Linked DNA regions of Hordeum vulgare: region 1 is linked to region 2. The links are chromatin contacts, called in public Hi-C maps. All regions are on one chromosome and are shown on one strand. Each heading gives the region's core, a stretch centred on a gene start, on an enhancer-like site or on the middle of the called end of the contact. The rest is flanking DNA. Distances are from core to core; before and after follow the strand shown.

Region 1 (6,423 bases), core at 492-2,991, 38 kb before region 2:
CTGTGCCTCTTACGAAAAAAACACAATTTTCCCTTTGTGAGAGGCACGGACGTGCATCTCACGAAGGCAAAACCGTGATTCATGAGGAAACAAAACCGTACCTTTTATGGAAAAAAAATAGAAAACTCATTTTTCCCCTTCCCGAGAGGCACAAAATCGTGCCTCTCGTGTTAGTAAAACCTTGCCTCTCGCAAAAAAACGTGTTTTTCCCGTTTTCGAGAGACACACCGTGACTCTTATGGGAAAAAAACCAGAAAATGTGTTTTTTTGAAAAAAGGATTTTTTTTGTCAAAAAGCTAAGAAAGACCGATGAAAAACCAAAAAAAAACAATTTAAAAAGGCGAAAACGTGTGCGGAGAAATAAAAAACAAAATCTATTTGCCATATTTAGGAGTGGTCACTCACAAGTTCCCGAAGGAGGGAAAATGCTATTTGCCATATTTGGGTCGTCCCAGTTCGCCTAGCCACCGGTTTTATGAACTTCCTAGGAGGTTTCGTGAACTGTTTTTTTATACCTTTTTTAATGTTTATGTTTCTTTTTCCCTTTTCTTTTATTTTTTTGTTTCGTGTTTCTTTTTTATCTTTTTTCCAATGTTATTTTATCTTCTGCAAAATAACACCATGGTCGCAAATTGTTCTTAAAATTTGATTTTTTTTCTTTTTCAAAAAAATTCTAAATTTTAAATAGTTGCCGTTTTCAAAAACATTCATAACTTTAAAAAATGTTCAGAATTTGTAAAAAAAATTCTGTATTTTTGAGAATTGTTCGATATTTTCAGAAAATGTTCGGTATTTTCAGAAAATGTTCGGTATTTTGAAAAAGGTTCAAATTATCAAAAATTTGTTCAATTGTTGAGCTAAGTTCATGTTAAAACAGTGTTCTTAAATTTAGAACAATGTTCTTTTTTTTAAATGTTCTAATTTAGAAAAAATGTCATTTTCAAACATTGTTTGTAAATTCAAAAAATGTTCTGGATACTCAAAAAATATTCTGGTTTTTTAAAAAAGCGTACTTGTTTTTCGAGAAAATGTTCTGGCTTTTCAAAAAATGTCCTGACATTGACATCATTGTTAATATTGTTAAAAAGTGTTCGCAAATTGTAGTTCTAGAAAATGTTCCCTTTATTAGTAAAGTGTTCACATTCACAAAATTCTTCTAGCATTAACAAGAACATTTGTTGAAAATTTCGAACACCTTTTGAAGTTGCGAATTATTTTTTAGAATGCAAATCCTTTTTTTTAAGTCTGGGAACATTTTTTGAAAACACGAACAATTTTTCAAATTGGTGAACATTGTTTGAAAAATTGATTTGTTAACAATTTTGTAGGGTTATTACAATTTTCAAACAATTTTGATTTCTGAACTTTTTGAACCGTTGAAGAAGGAATCGAAAAAAAAAGTAGAAAAGGTAAGAACGAAAACGAAAAGAAAAGAAACAAAACTGAAATAAAACGAAAAATAAAAACCTGAAAAAAAAACTATTACGCGCGCGGCCCACTAAGCCGACGAACCCATGTTTCCTGTGCGAAACCTCAGCTGCGTGCAAAACGCGTCCGATAGGAGTCCACGAAGTTGCTCGTTAACTAATTGCTCTCAATACCACCAGTCGGGTACACCGGTCACCCTCTCGCTGTTAAATAGGCCGGCCCAGTTCAACGCTCGTTCACTTAGGCTCGATCATACCTGGGCAAATGGACTGGCCCAACACGGTACGGCTGTAAACGGGCCGACATGGCATGGCCCGCTTAGGCACAAATATTAGTCGGGCCGTACCGTGGCGGCCCATGTGCGTAGCCCCCTTGTCCAGGCACGACATGGGAGCTAAACGGACCGTCCCGTGTGCATGCTAAACACGATTTTAGGCCTTTTTTAGATAGTTTTTAGGCTGATTTTGGATTATCAAGCTATTTTATATGTTATATATATATATATATAATATGTAAATAAAAAATAAAAAATACAAATGGATCGTGCCATGCCGGTCCGTATGGCCAGCCTTCAGGCCTAGACACGATCTGAGAAGGGCTGCGCGCATGACACGGATCCGTTTAAGTCGTGTCGTGTCTAGTCCATGACATGCTGTGTCGGCGAGCTCACGGGCCGTTCTGTTTAGCCGGAACCGTTTGGCCAGCTATAGGCTCGATGCGAAGGGTCGACAAAAGGACACAAAACCTTGCGGCGGCCGCGTGACCCCACCCGATCACGAGCTTCGACCCATTCCGCCGCCGCAAGCGTTCTCCCGCATCCGGCACATCGTCTGCCCCAACCCTACACGCAAGATCGATTGTGATCGGGATCATGTTCCGCCGCCGTTTCGTGAATCTGCTGGTGCAGAACTCGGCCGACGACTCCGCTTATTCGCTGCGGCGCATCGACGCGGCCAAGCATCTTTTCTACCCGTCAATACAAGAAGCAGAAGAGTCAGCCAACGACGAGAAGAAGAAGACGTACAAGACCTTGCGGCGGCTACCTAACCCGATCGCAAGCTTCGACCCGTCCCCCACCGGCGTCCTGTACCCCGGCCTGGAATGGTTCGAGCTCTTCACGCGCCTCGGCGGTGCCGGGGAGGGTCGGATCGATCGTCTGCTCCAACAAGGCCGGCAACACCGCCATGTTCGACGCCGATAGGTCCCTCTACCTCACACTGCCCAGCCTCTCCCAGGCCAAAGGCATGTACCCCGTGACCTTCTCTGTCGCCCACCCAGGCAGCGGCCAGGACAGCCTCGACGTCTTGCAGGGGTATCCCGGCGAAGCTGTCCACAATGCTCAGTTCTTGCCCGACAACAGCGAGCGCCCCCGCTCCTGCTTCGAGGTTCTCGAGTACAGGGCCCTGTCCTACAATGCCACCGATCCTGGCAAGGGCTGGCACTGGCGGGTTCTTCCTCCTCCTCCATACATCCGGCGACCTGAATACCGGCCCTCCGTGATCACCTCCCACACCACCATCAAGGGCGCCGATGGCCGCACCACCATCTGCATATCATCCGACAAGGTCGGCACCTACTGCTTCGACACGTGGGGCTTCGATTCTACCGACCGTCTCGGGTGGAGTGCCTGCTGGAGGCACCTGGACGTGTGGAGGCAGGTCGGGGAGTGGGAGCTGCCCTTCTACGGGAGAGCCGAGCATGTCCCCGAACTCGGCGTGTGGCTGGGATTCACGGCCGGCAGAAAACCCCACCACCTATGCGCCGTGGACCTCTCCGCCATGGATGGCCAAGCTGCGCCCACATGGCAGCACGTCTGGGACAATGCTACCCTGCCTGGCGAGAAGAATTGGTATCCTCTGATTTTCAGGGTCATCAACATGGGCGACAACAGGTTTTGCGTGGCCAAGCTCTTTGCTGACGAGGAAAATTACAAGGACTTTGCTGTGCTTGCCGGCGTAGAGATGGAGCGTGGGGAAGACGGCCACAGCCTCCGGATGGTCCAGCACACAAGCGCACTCGTTTCGTGTTCGGGAATGGCATCGCTGTCAAATGGGTGCTCTGAATAATCTTGCATCCCCGTCTATTTCGAATACTAGACGATGCCCGGCACGTTGCTGCGAAAACTTGTTAAAAAATATATGAATAAATGTTAAAAAAATAATGGTAATGTAAAAAATTATTATAAAAATATCTTGTTTAATTACCTAGAAAAGATTCATGCATGGAGATATGTTTTACATGAAGAGATTAATAAAGAAAGTAACTTATAACTACATGCATAACTTGATGATGTGACATTGTTGCATGGAAAGAAAAATTGGATAGTGGGTTCTAACTATTTAAGAATAGAAGATTGGGTTGAACAATTTACTCCTAATTTTTCTTAGAACTGTGGGTTCAACCGTTATGCTTTTTTTTTAAGATCAAACTCTGCCACTTTATTATTTAATAAGTAGTAACTGCCAATCTCGTCTGAAACAATCCCCTGCATTTTGGAGGGACAGCGAGCCACACCTTACAAAGTTCTTCGCTTAAATCTAACTTAACTAACTTATGTGCAGCCGAGTTTGCATACCGTCTAGCCCAAGAAATTTTGACCTCTTGAAAAGCTTCCAGCATGTTCTTTAGTTCCTCAATACAAGGTCCTGAAGCAGATAGGCTCTTGCTCTTTTGATTAAGCACAGTCCGTCTCCAAGTGAATTCGTGTAACGTTGATCTCTCTCGCCACCTGAACTGCTCTTCTACATGCATGAATTTCAGCCAACTCCGGTTTAACAATTAAGCTCGTCTAATAAACCCTCTGTAAATAAATATAACTATATGAGACGTTTCAGGTCACTACAAATATGGGCATTGATCTACGACGGCTCGCCGGCTGAAACTTTTGGTCGGTCGCGCGCGAGCCGTCAAATCGAATCATGTTTGATCGTTAGACTGAACCATGCAGCAAAAATTGTCGATGGTAGCAAAAACAAGCGACGATGTAGCAAATTTCGACCACAGACGCAGCAAAAATGTGATTGTAGCAAAAATATCAATGTGGTTGTAGCAAAAAAACGACGTTGATGATGCGTGGTAGCAAAACAAAATGTGGGTTGTAGAACTCGGATTGCAACTCTGACGAACGTGTATGCAGCTTTTTTAGTGGGTTGTAGCAAAAACCAACGAATTCGGGTTGCAACCAAATGTGGATGTAGCTTTTTTAGTGGATAATTGTAGCAAATTTGGACGCCGGTTGTAATAAATTTAAACGCCAGTTGTAGCAAAACTCGATGATGACCATGATGACCATGCAACTCCAGGACCACCGTTTGCAGCCCTGCAGGTGCCGCGGTTGCAGCACTGGATTTTTTTTACGATTGTAGCAAATTTGGATGTTCGTTGTAGCAAAACACGACCGTTACATCGTGCGGATCGCACGCCTCGCGTGCGCGACCGGCAGATAGATTGCGCTGGCACGCTGGTGGAAAGGCTTTTCCTATAAATATTTGTTTATGGAAGGAGTGGAAAACGGGCCTTTGGCCTGGACCCTTTAGTCCCGGCCTCCATCAGGGCCGGGACTAAAGGCCCGACCACGTCGCCTCAAAATCGCAATGCCGCCCACGAGGCTTTGGTCCTGGCCCGTAAGGAGCCTTTAGTCCCGGTTTGTGTCTCAAACCGGGACTAAAGGGCTACGCGGTGTGCAGCCCGCATGTGCGCCACCTTTAGTCCCGGTCTGTGTCTCAAACCGGGACTAAAGTCCTCTGCCTATATATATTGGCCACAGCAATTTTTCTTGGATGGAAGAGTGTGGGTGTGTGCTAGCTCTCCATTTTTCTTGGATGCACTAGAGGTGTTTGTTGAAATGTGTGTTAGAGCGATGCTGCTTCAGTTCACCGAACACAGCTACGATATGAGATGCCCGAGCCACGCTTAAACCTCTTCCTCTTTATTTCTACTTATTCTAAAAGGTTAGCAACTATATTTCCTCGTTTAGACCGTGCAGTACTAATTTTTAGGATCGTGATTGTATTTGATATACTGTCGTATAACGCAGATGAGCCATCCATGGATGTACGGTGATCGACGCACAGCCGCTTACAGAGAAGGCGTGCATTCTTTTCGAGATGCAGCCGATGCGAACAAGCATGGTGGTGGCTATATGTTTTGTCCATGTGTTGAATGTCGGAATGAGAAGGATTACACTTCCTCAAGAGTCATTCAGAGCCACCTGCTTTGGTCCGGTTTTATGTCGGGCTATAATGTTTGGATCAAGCATGGAGAAAGAGGGGTTATGATGGAAGACGACGATGAAGAAGAAGAGAACGATGATGCCAACTACTGATCTATGTTCCCTGAGTATGCTGATACCGCAATGGAAGACAATGAAGAAGAAGATCGGGATGAAGAACGGGAACCAGATGAGCCCGTTGATGATCTTGGCCGGGTCATTTCTGATGCACGGGGAGGTTGCAACACAGAAAAGGAGAGGTTGCAGTTCGAGCAGATGTTACGGGACCACAACAAATTGTTGTACCCAACTTGTGAAGATGGCCAGAAGAAGCTGGGTAGCACACTGGAATTGCTGAAGTGGAAGGCAGAGACCGGTGTGACTGACTCGTCAGTCGAAAAGTTGTTGGTACTGATGAAGAAGATGCTTCCAAGAAAGAACGAATTGCCCGCCAGCACGTACGAAGCGAAGAAGCTTGTCTGCCCTCTAGGATTAGACGTGCAGAAGATACATGCATGCCCTAATGACTGCATCCTCTACCGCGGTGAGAAGTACGAGAATATGGATAAATGCCCGGTATGCACTGCATTGCGGTATAAGATCAGAAAAGATGACCCTGGTGATATTGAGGGCGAGCCACCCAGGAAGAGGGTTCCTGCCAAGGTGATGTGGTATGCTCCTATAATACCACGGTTGAAACGTCTGTTCAGAAATAAAGATCATGCGAAGTTGTTGCAATGGCACATGGAAGATCGTATGAAAGACGATAAGTTGAGGCACCCCGC
Region 2 (6,298 bases), core at 3,367-5,866:
TCTAGTTGCCCTGTCTGTACTCAGACAGTTTAAACTCTTCCGCTGGCTTGTAACTGAATGACTGCTATTATGGGTCGCGAGACCCTTAATGTGTAATATTATGTGTGTGGCTCTTCCGAGCCTCTTAAATAAAGGTTGTATGTTTATGGTTATGTTGTGATGCCATCGATGTATCTATACATATCGGTATGCCATGCGTACGTGTGTCGTACTTGATATGTATGGGGTTCGATTACTTAGTCGTGAACTTTAGTAGCACTCCTTACAAGGAAATGCCCCTTTGTGATCCAATGAGCCTTGTTAGTTCGCTACTGCTCCTGACACATTGGTTGACCGGCAGGTGTCCTTCTTAGCTGCTGTGTCTGTCCCCTTTGGGGAAATGTCACGCGATGTAATGGAGTCCTTGTAGCTTGCTACGACTCGTCTACATTCGCTAATGACCGACACCTGCTTTGTTGGGTCATGTATGTCTGTCCTTGTGTGGTACTGCCACTTTGGCTTATGACTATACATGTCGATCCGGGTTCTTTGACATTGAAATGCTAGCGACACTATTGCATACGTGAGTCAAAAGACACAAACGGTCCTGGCTAAGGTAAGGCTGCAGCCGTGGAGTTAACCGTGCGTGAGACCGCAAAGGGATGCGATGTGTTACAGGCTGGATTCCTATGGCTTAGGATCGGGGTCCCGACAGATTTTTATATATAGGAAGTATCCATTTGGCTTCCGGAAGGTTTTCGGGCATTACCGTTAAAGTACCTGGAGTGACGAATGGGTTCTGGAGTTCTACTGGGAGGGGCCACCTACCCGGGAGAGAACCAAAAGGCCCAAGGGTGGAGCAACATCCCTTAGTGGGATGGTGTCCAGCCCTAGGAAGCCTATTTCGGCCAAGGGAGAAAAAGGAAAGAAGGGTGGGCCAAAACTGAATTGGGAAGGAGGACTCCTTCCAATTTGTGTTGGAGGAGGACTCCTCCCTCTCCTCTTGGTTCGGCCAAACCCTAGGGCCTTGCCCTAGAGCACCACCCCTCCCCTCCGACCTATATATAGTGGAGGTGAGAGGGGGCTTTTGGCACCTCAAGCCAAGGTGCAACCCTCTCTCCCTCCACTACTTCGTGACACCCCGTAGCTAGTTCGGTACGGTATGACGAAGCCCTGCCGGAGTAGCTCCACCACCATCGCCGCCACGTCGTCGTGTTGCTGGAGAATTCAGCTACCTCTTCGTCTCTCTTGCTGGATCAAGAAGGCGGAGATCGTCATCGAGCTATACGTGTGCTGAACACGGAGGTACCGTTCGTTTGGCACTAGATCGGGATGGATCGTGATGGAATCGCGGGACGATTCATGATGAGATCGCGGGACGGACTGCGATTTGAATCGCGAAGATGTTCGACTACATCAACCGCGTTATATACGCTTCTGCTTAGCGATCTACAAGGTTATGTAGATGCACTCGCCCCTCTCATAGATGATCATCACCACGAATAGGTCTTACGTGTGTGTAGGAATTTTTTTGTTTCCCATGCAACGTTCCCCAACAGTGGCATCATGAGCTAGGTCTATGCGTAGATGACATCTTGAGTAGAACAAAAGGGCCACAGAGTCAATACCAAAGAAAGTACTTTAAGAGTCTTGCTCCACAAAAGTGACACACAGTCAATACCAAAGAAAGTACTAAAATCCATGAGTGCAAGTTGATGAACGGAAAGTAAATTATATGCGAGAGCCTCTCTTCGGTGCATCTTCACATGTCCATTATCACCATAATGGACGACAAGCTTCAAGCATGTGATCTTTTCGTGATGATTCACTTGAACTTGCACACTACAACCTTGATGACGATTACCACTTGATATCATCCTGCATAGGTTGTATGGGATCTTCCTTTTGATGAATGCCCATGGAAACACACCTAACCCCACAAATAATACTCACAAAGATCATGGGTTAGTACACAAAGCAGAATGGATAATACTTACCATACCATGAGATCATTTGATCCCAGTTGGTGCATCTTCTATGCTTTGTGTGTTGATCAACTTGAGTCACTCTTTGCCTTAGTCTTGGTCAACCTTGTAGCTTATCTTATCTCTTTATAAAGATGTCGTCTTTAAGGTAACCATGAATGTTCATATGATCTTCTTCTTCTTCAAGACATGCTTGCAATAAGCTCAACTCTCACATGACCAATCTTTGGATAAATAATTGAATACCACATTGGTCATCACATAAATTCCTTGAAACCAACAAATGGACTTCAAGAAATGCATATGAAAAAAATCCTTGAAGTAAAAAATCAAAGCAACCATTAGTCCATAGAGATTGTCATCAATTACCAAAACATACATGGAGAAATATGCTATTACAGCAGGCCACTAGCCGGCTTTTGTGCCGCAGAACTGCTCTCCCATCTCATCGATGCCATCGAAAGGGTGAAGAAAATGGTGGAAGGAGAAGATGGGGAGTGCAAAAGTGGTGCATTTTTTGCTCTTTGTTAAATATCAAGTGGGCGTGAGGTGCTTGCATGTCATTGTATTTAATGTCGACCGACCCACAAACGAACGTGTGGTTGCACTAGGTTTAACTGTACATGCACGGTTTTAATTGAGGTGTTTGAATGCGGCGAGGAGGCGTGCTCATCCAAACACGTGGCACACTCGGCAGACGCACCGCTTCATTGGTAGCGCCGCCGCTCAAGGCCGGCTTCAATGTGGCGCGGACGCTCGACATCGGCATGAACACGGGCACTTGGCACCATGCGGGAAAGGACACATGTGATGGAGGAGGGTTTTGAGTGGCCCAGGGCGGTCAGAAGCGGGGGTGTGTGCTATCCGAACGCCCACAAGCCTCCACATGTTTGCTTTCGATTTGCGAGAAAAAGCACATCCGGACCGATCGACAGACTGATACGTGCCCGCGTTGGATGACTTTTACGGTACAAACCGGATTATCCGGACGTATGTAGACTGTTTGAGATCGGCATTGGAGATAGCCTAAGAACATGAATAATTAGTGTTTGGTTCAAGTCAGGGGTAAATCTACTATGAGGGTTTCAACAGGTTTGAGCCCCCCTTGAGTGCTAGAAAAAAAATACTTTTACTACTAGTCTCCAAGCTCGTCCCAACTACTCGAGTCCAACATATGTGTACATCACACAGGCAACCCAGACCCCCTTTATTTTTTGTAGTTCAAGTTTTGTGAAGTGCTTTATGTATTACTCCCTTCGTCTCAAAATAAGTAACTAAAAAATAACTCAATTTTATACTAACTTTAGTACAAAGTTGAGTCATTTTTGAGTCACTTATTTTGAAACGAAGATGGTATTTTTTATCACTGCAGTTGTTCGATCAAAATTGCTATTTTTGTGTACCAAAATAGTTTGAATTGGACAATTCAAACTACAAGTAATTCCTGGGTGAAAAAGAAAAATAGAAACAAAAAATCAAATATGAATTATTGAAAAGCCCATAAAGAAGTGGCCGAAAATAGTTGTCAAAAACCTCCAAAATGTGTTCACCTAGTCACAAATATCCCCGAAGGAATTTAGAGCAATTTTTATATTTGAAGAAAATTCGAACAAAAAAAACTACAAAGCTGAACCAACTAAACCTACGTGCGCCGGTAGCCTAGCTACCCCGCACGTTCTATCTCTTCTCTCTCTCACCGATATGCGGGGCCTTTCCGTCCGCTTCACCAACTACCTCCCGCAACCACCGCTCGCCTCGCACGTCCCCATGTCCGACACCCACGTCACACACGTACCGCATGACCCGACCACGCCCAAGCCTCATTGCCTTTGCCTAGACCATGAAGGTGCGACAGATCTTGGTCCTTGCCGACGGAAGGGCTCCTCCTTTGTTTCTAGATGTTTTTTTGTGTTAATTTAGAGTTTGTGTCCTCCTCAGAAAGACGAGACGGCGGCGGCTTCTTGAAGTTGGAATAAAGCTTTCCCCGCCTAGCCCCCGTTCCGGTGGTGCAACTAACATCGTCGGAGAGCGTGTGCAGATGTGTCTCCGACGAATCTCACATAATTCTATCGGTGGTATCTTTGGTGGATCCGTTCGGGTCGAGTCTTCGTTCGTCTATGTTGGTGTGTTTTAGGTTGGATTTTTTTTATCTACGCTTCTCTACATCGACGGCGGCTCGTGTTCTGATGCACTGGTCCTATGGGCCTTAGCATAATGACTTCCGGACTATCTATTATAACAAGTTTTATCCGACTCCAGCAAGGGAGGAGTGACGACGGCGGCGTGCCTTCGGTTCACCTGAATGTTTTTAGTCGTCGTCAGATGCTCTACAGATCTGGATGTAATTTTTATTATTATTTTATGTCCGTTGTACTGTCATGATTGATGATGATTACATCGGATATTTTTCCAAAAGAAAAACTTCTCTAAAACTGATATTTTGAAGGAAGAACAACGACGTGCAGTCGCTGCCGAGTAGACATTAGTTACACGGCTGAACATCCAAAACTGAAGCAAATGTGGAGAAAATTCAAGCCACAAAACCGCGGTAAACATCCACCGAAAATGAGGCCGCGGACGGAAAAGTCAGCAAACGAGAACGAGCCGGAGAAATACCGAGAGGCAATTGGGAAATGAAAAATGCGCATCGGCTGGCGACGACGGCGACGTGTGGTGGCGGCTGGTCCCAAGCTCGGGCACACCGGCACCGATGCCGATGCTCCTCCCACTCCCCCCCCCCCCCCCCCCCCCCCCCCCCCAGCCCAGCCCACCTAATACCCCCCCTCTCTCCCTCTCTATCCACCCCCGCCTCCCTCGACCCGCTCGCTCGCCCGCGCCCCCCGCCGTCCCCGGGCGATGTCGTCGTCGTCGCCGCCGCTGTCGCCTCGCGGGGCGGAGGAGGAGGGGGACACCAGGAGCGACGGCACCGGGAGCGGCGGCGGTGGCACGGTGTTCAGCTACGGGGAGGCGGGGTACTGGGACGCGCGCTACGTGGAGGAGGGCGGCGCGCCCTACGACTGGTACCAGCGCTACGCCGCGCTGCGCCCCTTCGTCCGCCGCTTCGTGCCGCCGGCCTCCCGCCTCCTCATGATCGGCTGCGGCTCCGCGCGTACGTCCTCCCCCCCCTTTCCTCCTCCGCTCTCCCCCTCACGATTGCTCCGCATAGACGAGACTGCCGCTCGCCTAGTGCCCGAACTGGAGTAGCTGATTGTGCTCGTGGTGGTGGTGCTTGACTGCTTGTGCATTCGTCTCTGTTTTCCGGAAGTAGAAATTTCCTTTCCTTTTCCTCTCCGCCTTTTCAGGTTCCGTTCAAATAGGTGCTTGATTGTGATTTGTGAAGGGCTGGGGGTGATTGGCACGGGCCAGCGAACGAGCGAGTGATCTTTTGGATTAGCTGCTTGCACAGAGCACAGTCACCGTCTGTTGGGGTCGAAATTGCTGTCACGGCAATAGTTTGTGGATAGCTCCTCGGCTAGGTGGTGATTTAGCTGCAATGCTTCCTGCATCTGTTCTGTTTATAACGACATGGCAATCAGATAATGCCATTCTATCAGTCCACATGCTGACATATATCACTTCCAGTAATCTGATAATTATACTCTGGATGGGGTAATGTGCTATGCTGCTACAGTTTGGCAATGTGTGAATTGACAGGGTTGTGATGTTGATGCCACACAAAAGCAGTCATTGCGAACTGGCATGGCCAAATGGGGTAGGGACAGTAATATGGAAGCACACATCTGAAACCAGCACAGCTCTGTTCGATAATAGTCCAAACAAAAACCAACCTTGATCTGACTTGTTCCCCAGTAACCCAAAGTTGCTCTGGGATTTAGTATTATGGTGCAGGCCATCTATACTGCATCGACACGTTAAACACACGGCAGCACATCTGATTTTCACTACTTGTGTGAACGTTGTGTCCTATTGTGTTACATTAGTCATATCCGTGTTACTGATATTTCAATGCTTATGCATACACACTGGGGGTTGAGTTTTGCACCCTCGATGGGCTGTTCTGGTCTTCTGGATAGAGTTTAGGATGCGCTTCTAAATCTAGGCTCGATGATTACACTCCCTGTGCTAATTTAAATTTTCTTCCCATGCTCTGCTGTTTGCAGTTATGTCAGAGGATATGGCCGCTGATGGCTACATGGAGATAATAAACATTGACATTTCTTCGGTTTTAATTGAGATGATGAGAAAGAAGTACTTCGATCTTCCACAGCTACAATGTATCCTTAAATATTTTAAATTCCCTCTTTGTCCGGGAAGTGAAATCTAGTTTCTGTTGATTTCCTTATGAGCTATAGACATGCAAATGGATGTTAGAG

The links. A called contact is a pair of places that touch in the nucleus more often than the background predicts.
Region 1: a Hi-C map of leaf shows a contact between it and region 2, with 4 times the contacts expected there. The contact joins two enhancer-like sites. A contact is called at or near these places in 2 of 6 Hi-C or Micro-C datasets (leaf and seedling).

Annotation. Positions count from the first base shown.
Region 1 is chr2H:58,989,784-58,996,206 of MorexV3_pseudomolecules_assembly, reverse strand. No RefSeq gene overlaps it. Among protein-coding and RNA genes, the nearest start is that of LOC123424950, 44 kb to the right of the region's middle. Within about 2 kb of position 1,741, at least 3 of the 3 cell types and tissues checked have open chromatin away from gene starts, as enhancers often do. A contact at or near this core is called in leaf, where this site is marked.
Region 2 is chr2H:58,954,804-58,961,101 of MorexV3_pseudomolecules_assembly, reverse strand. It overlaps the pseudogene LOC123424952. Among protein-coding and RNA genes, the nearest start is that of LOC123424950, 9.1 kb to the right of the region's middle. Within about 2 kb of position 4,616, at least 1 of the 3 cell types and tissues checked has open chromatin away from gene starts, as enhancers often do. A contact at or near this core is called in leaf, where this site is marked.